Regions from separate parts of the Capra hircus genome. Here region 1 is linked to region 2. The links are chromatin contacts, called in public Hi-C maps. All regions are on one chromosome and are shown on one strand. Each heading gives the region's core, a stretch centred on a gene start, on an enhancer-like site or on the middle of the called end of the contact. The rest is flanking DNA. Distances are from core to core; before and after follow the strand shown.

Evidence for each region. Hi-C and Micro-C count contacts between places; a contact is called where the count stands out from the background.
Region 1: a Hi-C map of blood shows a contact between it and region 2, with 6 times the contacts expected there. The contact joins two enhancer-like sites. A contact is called at or near these places in 2 of 5 Hi-C or Micro-C datasets (blood and liver).

The regions. Positions count from the first base shown.
Region 1 is chr12:68,437,348-68,440,381 of ARS1.2, reverse strand. The region is part of intron 2 of RB1 (retinoblastoma-associated protein); the gene reads left to right. Among named protein-coding and RNA genes, the nearest start is that of RB1, 12 kb to the left of the region's middle. Within about 2 kb of position 1,626, at least 3 of the 5 cell types and tissues checked have an H3K27ac peak or open chromatin away from gene starts, as enhancers often do.
Region 2 is chr12:68,230,060-68,232,759 of ARS1.2, reverse strand. No RefSeq gene overlaps it. Among named protein-coding and RNA genes, the nearest start is that of RCBTB2, 47 kb to the left of the region's middle. Within about 2 kb of position 1,254, at least 1 of the 5 cell types and tissues checked has an H3K27ac peak or open chromatin away from gene starts, as enhancers often do.

The sequences.
Region 1 (3,034 bases), core at 377-2,876, 210 kb before region 2:
TCTCAGACTATAGATAAAAGTTAACTCATATTGGATTAAGAGACTTGATAGACGTAAGAAGCCAGAAATTCCTAGAGGAAAACATAGGTGCAGGCTCCTTGACCACCGTCTTGGCGATGATTTTTTGACACCCAAAGCAGAGCAAACAAAAGCAAAAATAAACAAGTAGAACTACATCAAAATAAAAAGCTTCTGATAGGAAAGGAAACATTGATAAAATAAAAAGGCAACCTACCAGTTGGGAGAAAATATTTGCAAATCTTGTATCTAATAAGGAGTTACTATCCAAAATACTTAAAGAACAAACAATCCAGTTTAAAAAAAATGGGCTGACGGACTGAATAGGTATTTTTCCGTGGAAGACACACAGATGGCTAACAAGTACATGGTGCTTAACCTCTAATCACCAGGGAAATGCACATCAAAACCACAGTAAAATACCACTCCCATCTGTTAGAATGGTTATTATCAAAAAGACAAGAAGTAACAAGCGTTGGTGACAATATAGAGAAAAGGGAACGGGTACATTGTTGGTAAGAATGTATATTGGTGCATGCATTGTGAAACACTGTACCTGGGGAGGAGAGATCACGATGGAGTAGACCTTCACTCACCAACACGTCAAACCCACAACTACATATAGAGCGGTGCTTGGTAAAACTGATTTGGGAACTAGCCAGATGGCTCTCTCTCAACCGAGGCTGTAAAGGAAGAACTACACAAAGGCTGGCAGGAAGGGAGGAGAAGCAGTCTGGTCTGGTCAGGACTTGCACCCGCTAGTGGAGGGTACAGAAGGGGAGGGAGATGGCACAGGCTTGGGGGTTTTCCCTGGGGGAGTGAGGGATTTGAGCCACGTATTAGGCAACCTAGCCCACGGGTCCAACACTGGGAAGACGACCCCTTGAGCTGGTTTGGAAACTACTGGGGCTTACCAGAGGGCTCTAAGAAACCAAGTCTCGGCCCTTGAAGGACATGCACAGACTTGCCTCCTCCCGGTCACAGCACAGAGTCAGCAGATGGAAAACTTACTGGCCCGGCTTACCAGGACCATCCCAGTGTATCCCGCAGCCTGCTCAGGGCTCCTGCTCCAGCGCCTCTTGCCCTGGCGCTGCACCCACTGAGGCACGGAGTGCTCCTGAGAGTGTGCACACTTGGAGGGCTGCGAGCCTGCTTGCACCCTGCCCCGACTCTGACCAGTGTGGAGGCAGACATTGCCAGCCTGGGTGTCAGTGTATCCCAGGTGGAGAATGTTGTCACTTGGTAGGCCGACCTTGCACACACTTGAGGGGGAGTAAAACTAGCTCTAGGGTGGGGCCTGCCATCGCAGGCTTGTGTGTCCCTGCGCGCATCTGGAGGGGAGTGAAACCGGGCCAGTGAGCGCAGGCGCCCGCTCAAGTCCTGACCCGGCCTCTAAGCGAGGCATTCACGCCAGGGGTTGGGGAGGGAGAGAAACCAGCACAGAAGTTCAGCCCCGTGTCCTCAGCCCTGGACGCGCCCCATACCTAGACAGGGTCTCCTGTCAGAAACCCACTTGCCTCAGTACGTTTCGTTCCAGCCGCTGGAGCCCCGCCCCCACCCCTTATAGGGTGGAGACTGCCCTTGAGCAGAGAAGCCCCAGTTCGGACTGTAGCTGCTCCAACTTCAGGCCACCAGAATGATGGCTGCCCGCCCAGCCCAGGGGAAGACAGCCTGCGTTCGTTCGCTCGCTTGTGATCCAGCAGCTCGCAGACCAGAGCCACTGGGCACATGCAGACTGCATTGGGACACCCCCACACGAGGCCATGCCTCCAAGACTGGAATAGGTAACTGTTTCACCTAATTTCATGGTGACAGAAGGCTGAACAAAATGAGAAGACTGAGGACTGTATTTCAAATGAAAGGGCAGGAACCCCTGAAAAAAGTCTCTGATGAAACGAGGTAAATAACATAAAGAATCCAATAGAATGCTAACTGGACTGGGGAAAAGAATAGATGAACACAGAATTTTAACAAGCGATTAGAAAACACATACAAAAAGAACCAGTCAGAGCTAGAAAACAGGATTACTGAAATGAAAAACACTAGAGAAAATTAACAGCAGGTTAGGTGATACAAAAGAGTGCATAAGGTATCTGATAGAATAATGGAAATCACCTGGTCCCAACAGCAAAAAGAAAAAAAAATTTTGATGAGAATTGTTTGAGACTTTGGGTGCAACATTAGGTGTACTAAAAATCACATTAATATGGGTCCCAGAAAGAGAAGAGAGGGAGAAAGAGGTAGAAAATTATCTCATGAAATTATGGCCGAAAACTTCCCAAACAGAGACAGGAAACAGACATCCAGGTGCAGGAAACACAAAGTCACAGACAGTATGAACCCAAGGCATATCATAATTAAAATGGCAACAGTTAAAGAGAGAATTCAAAAGACAGCAAGAAAAAGAGAGTCATATACATTTCTATTATAATAATGTGTCTTCTTTTTCACTCTTTTTAAAAGTTAATCTGGCTGTAGGCTTTTTTATTTTATTGATCTTTTTAAAGTATCAGCTTTGGATTTCCTTGGATTTTCTGTTGATTTTCTATTTTCAGTGATTCTTTTGTATTTAGCTGACCTTTTGTATTGAAATGTTTAAATTCCTTTCTTATTTCCTTCTGTGTATATTCTTTGTTTTCTTTGTTATTACCATGGGAATTACATTTAGCATCTTAAAGTTTTATACTCTAATTTGAATTTTTTCAAGCTTAACTTCAATAATATAGAAAATTATACTTCATTAGCCCTGTCCACACTCCTTTCAGTTATTGATGTCACAAAAGTATGCCTTTTTATATCGAGAGTCCAAAAACATAAACTGATTTTTTAATGCATCACTCTCTTAAGTTATATAGAAACAAAATTACTACTACTGTTATTGTAGTAGTAATATCTTTTCTATCTTTTCTTCATCAATTTTTCAGCACTCAACTTTCTTTATAGTCCAAGTCTCACATCCATACATGACCACTGGAAAAACCATAGCCTTGACTAGACGGACCTTTGTTGACAAAGT
Region 2 (2,700 bases), core at 5-2,504:
AATAAATCAACCCAAACAAACCAAAAATTGAGAAAATGGAGGCTGTGTAAATTGTCTTACACATGATGGGTAAAGAACAATGCCTATGGAAAAGTGTGGTTTTATTTGACCCCGTGTGGATTAGAAATCTTAGCTATCAAGTAAGAAAGCAAACTGTTGAATGGAAACATGTGCCAAGGCATATGGTACGGCATGATAGTTTCTTCTTCTCGTCCCAGCTCTGCCACTAAGCTGCTGAGTGACCTTGTCTGGAGATCTGCCCATTTTTATACTTAAAAAACTGAACATTGGCCAATGAATGCAGACAGAAACATTTTGGATGGCTAATTGGTCTTACTAAACAATCATCAAGGAGGAAATGATGGGCTACCCAGATGGCGATAGTGGTAGAGAATCCTCCTACCAACGCAGGAGATACAAGAGCCAAGGGTTGGATCCCTGGGTTGGGACGATCCCCTGGAGGAGGAAATGGTCACCCCCTCCAGCATTCTTGCCAGGAAAATTCCAAGAACAGAGGAACCTGGTGGGCTGCAGTCCATGGAGCTGCAAAGAATCGGACACGACTGAGCACGCTCACGCAGGAGGGCAGAAAGGGGTGGAGTGGGAGGAAGCGGGAGACTGGAACTGGTACATATACACTATCAAAATACACATACTTTGTACAAAATACACGGCTGTTGGGAACATATTGTGTAGCACAGAGAACTCTACTTAAGGCACTGTGGCGTCCCCAATGGGTTGTTGTTAGTGGCTAAATCATATCTGACTCTATTGAGACCTCACGGACTATATGTAGCCTGTCAGGCTCCTCAGTCCATGGGATTTCCCAGAAAAATACTAGACTGGGTTACCATTTCCTTCTCCAGGGGATCTTCCTGATTCAGAGATCAAACCTGCATCTCCTGCATTGGCAGGTGGATTCTTTACTGCTGAGCCGCCTGGGAAGCCCATCCAAAGTAGAAGGGCAATCCCAAAGGGAGGGGATATTTGTACATGTATGGCTGATTCATTTTGCTGTGCAGCAGGTGCTAATACAGCAGCAATTATACTACAATAAAGCTTAATTATTTTTTAAAAAGTCAGCCACTTTTCTGATGCTAAAGTTGAGAGAATTCATCTACCAGCTCTCTCACCCAACCTCCCCGTCTTCCTGAACATCTACTATAAGAAATGCATGCCAGGCACTTAAGTACTGGGCAGCCAGGGTGTTCCCATGGAAACCAGTTCTAATCCGAGAGAGTTTTCCAATCAGGCTATAAACTGGGGTTACTGAGGGCAGCCTTCATCCTGCCAAGAAACAGAACCAGCCTTTCATAGGAGCAAGAAGCTCGCGGTTTACCGGGTGTTTATTCAACATCCTGAATAAAAGCTCTTTGTGGTGTTTCCCGGATGACCTCTTGCTGACCTTTCTCTTATATTCTAAACACCATTCTCATGCCAAGCTTATTGAGAGTTTTCATTCTTAATGCAAGAGCAGGGTTGTCAGATTTAACAGATGAAAATACAGGATATCTGGCTACATTTTAATTTTGGATAAACAGAAAAAAATTTTTAATATACAATATTTGGGATATACTTACACACAAAAAAACTATTCCTTATTTTTCTGAAGGTGAATATAATGAGGTATCTTGTTGGCAACCCTTTATGGGGATTCAACCGTCCTCATTTTCATAACCACTGGAATGTTTTTTTCTTCTGTTTCTCTATCATAGCAGGAAACAAGGCTACATAACCTGGACTACTTTACTTATCTAAAAAGAACATGTGCTCTCCCTCCATCACAAGTTATCAAAAACACATGATAGACACACTTTTCATTAGTGACAATCCTGAAGTGTGTGTATTCTCTTCTCTCATAATTCCTCTAATGATTGCCTTTCTCTCTTTACCCCACTTCCATCTCTTCACCAATTATCTCACTTTCTTAAATAAAAAAATTAAAAATCCTTTATTTCAGCCATGGGATGTGAAGGACACTGGTTCTCAAACCCTTTATCTGTGTGAGCTATGGCATCCCATGAGGTCTGAATCCAATAATAGAACAGCCACTTGGTACTGACTCTAGCTAAGTAGTGCTTGTATGTAGTAAAGATGGCCCTCACATTTATTTTTTATGTTTTTTAATATGACACAATAATGCTATCAGTTTGCTTTGTTTTAATATGAAATGTTCATATAATTTTTTTTCTTCCAAACACTCTGTAATTACATATTTGATTTCTCCTTGATTTAAGATTTAGGAGAGAGAGTTTCAGTTTCCAAGCAGCTGAATTTTTGTATTGTTTTGTGTTTTTGTAGCTTATACTCTGGCTGTTTATTGTTGGTGTTATGTAATATTGGCTCTGGGGTCAGTTGGCAGGCAGCATCTGAGGTCCCTGACCAGGGATTGAACCCATACTCCCTGCGGTAGAAGCTCAGAGTCTTTTTTTTTTTTTAATTTTTATTTTATTTTATTTATTTATTTATTTTTTAATTTTAAAATCTTTAATTCTTACATGCGTTCCCAAACATGAACCCCCCTCCCACCTCCCTCCCCACAACATCTCTCTGGGTCATCCCCATGCACCAGCCCCAAGCAAGCTGCACCCTACGTCAGACATGGACTGGCGATTCAATTCTTACATGACAGTATACATGTTAGAATTCCCATTCTCCCAAATCATCCCACCCTCTCCCTCTCCCTCTGAGTCCAAAAGT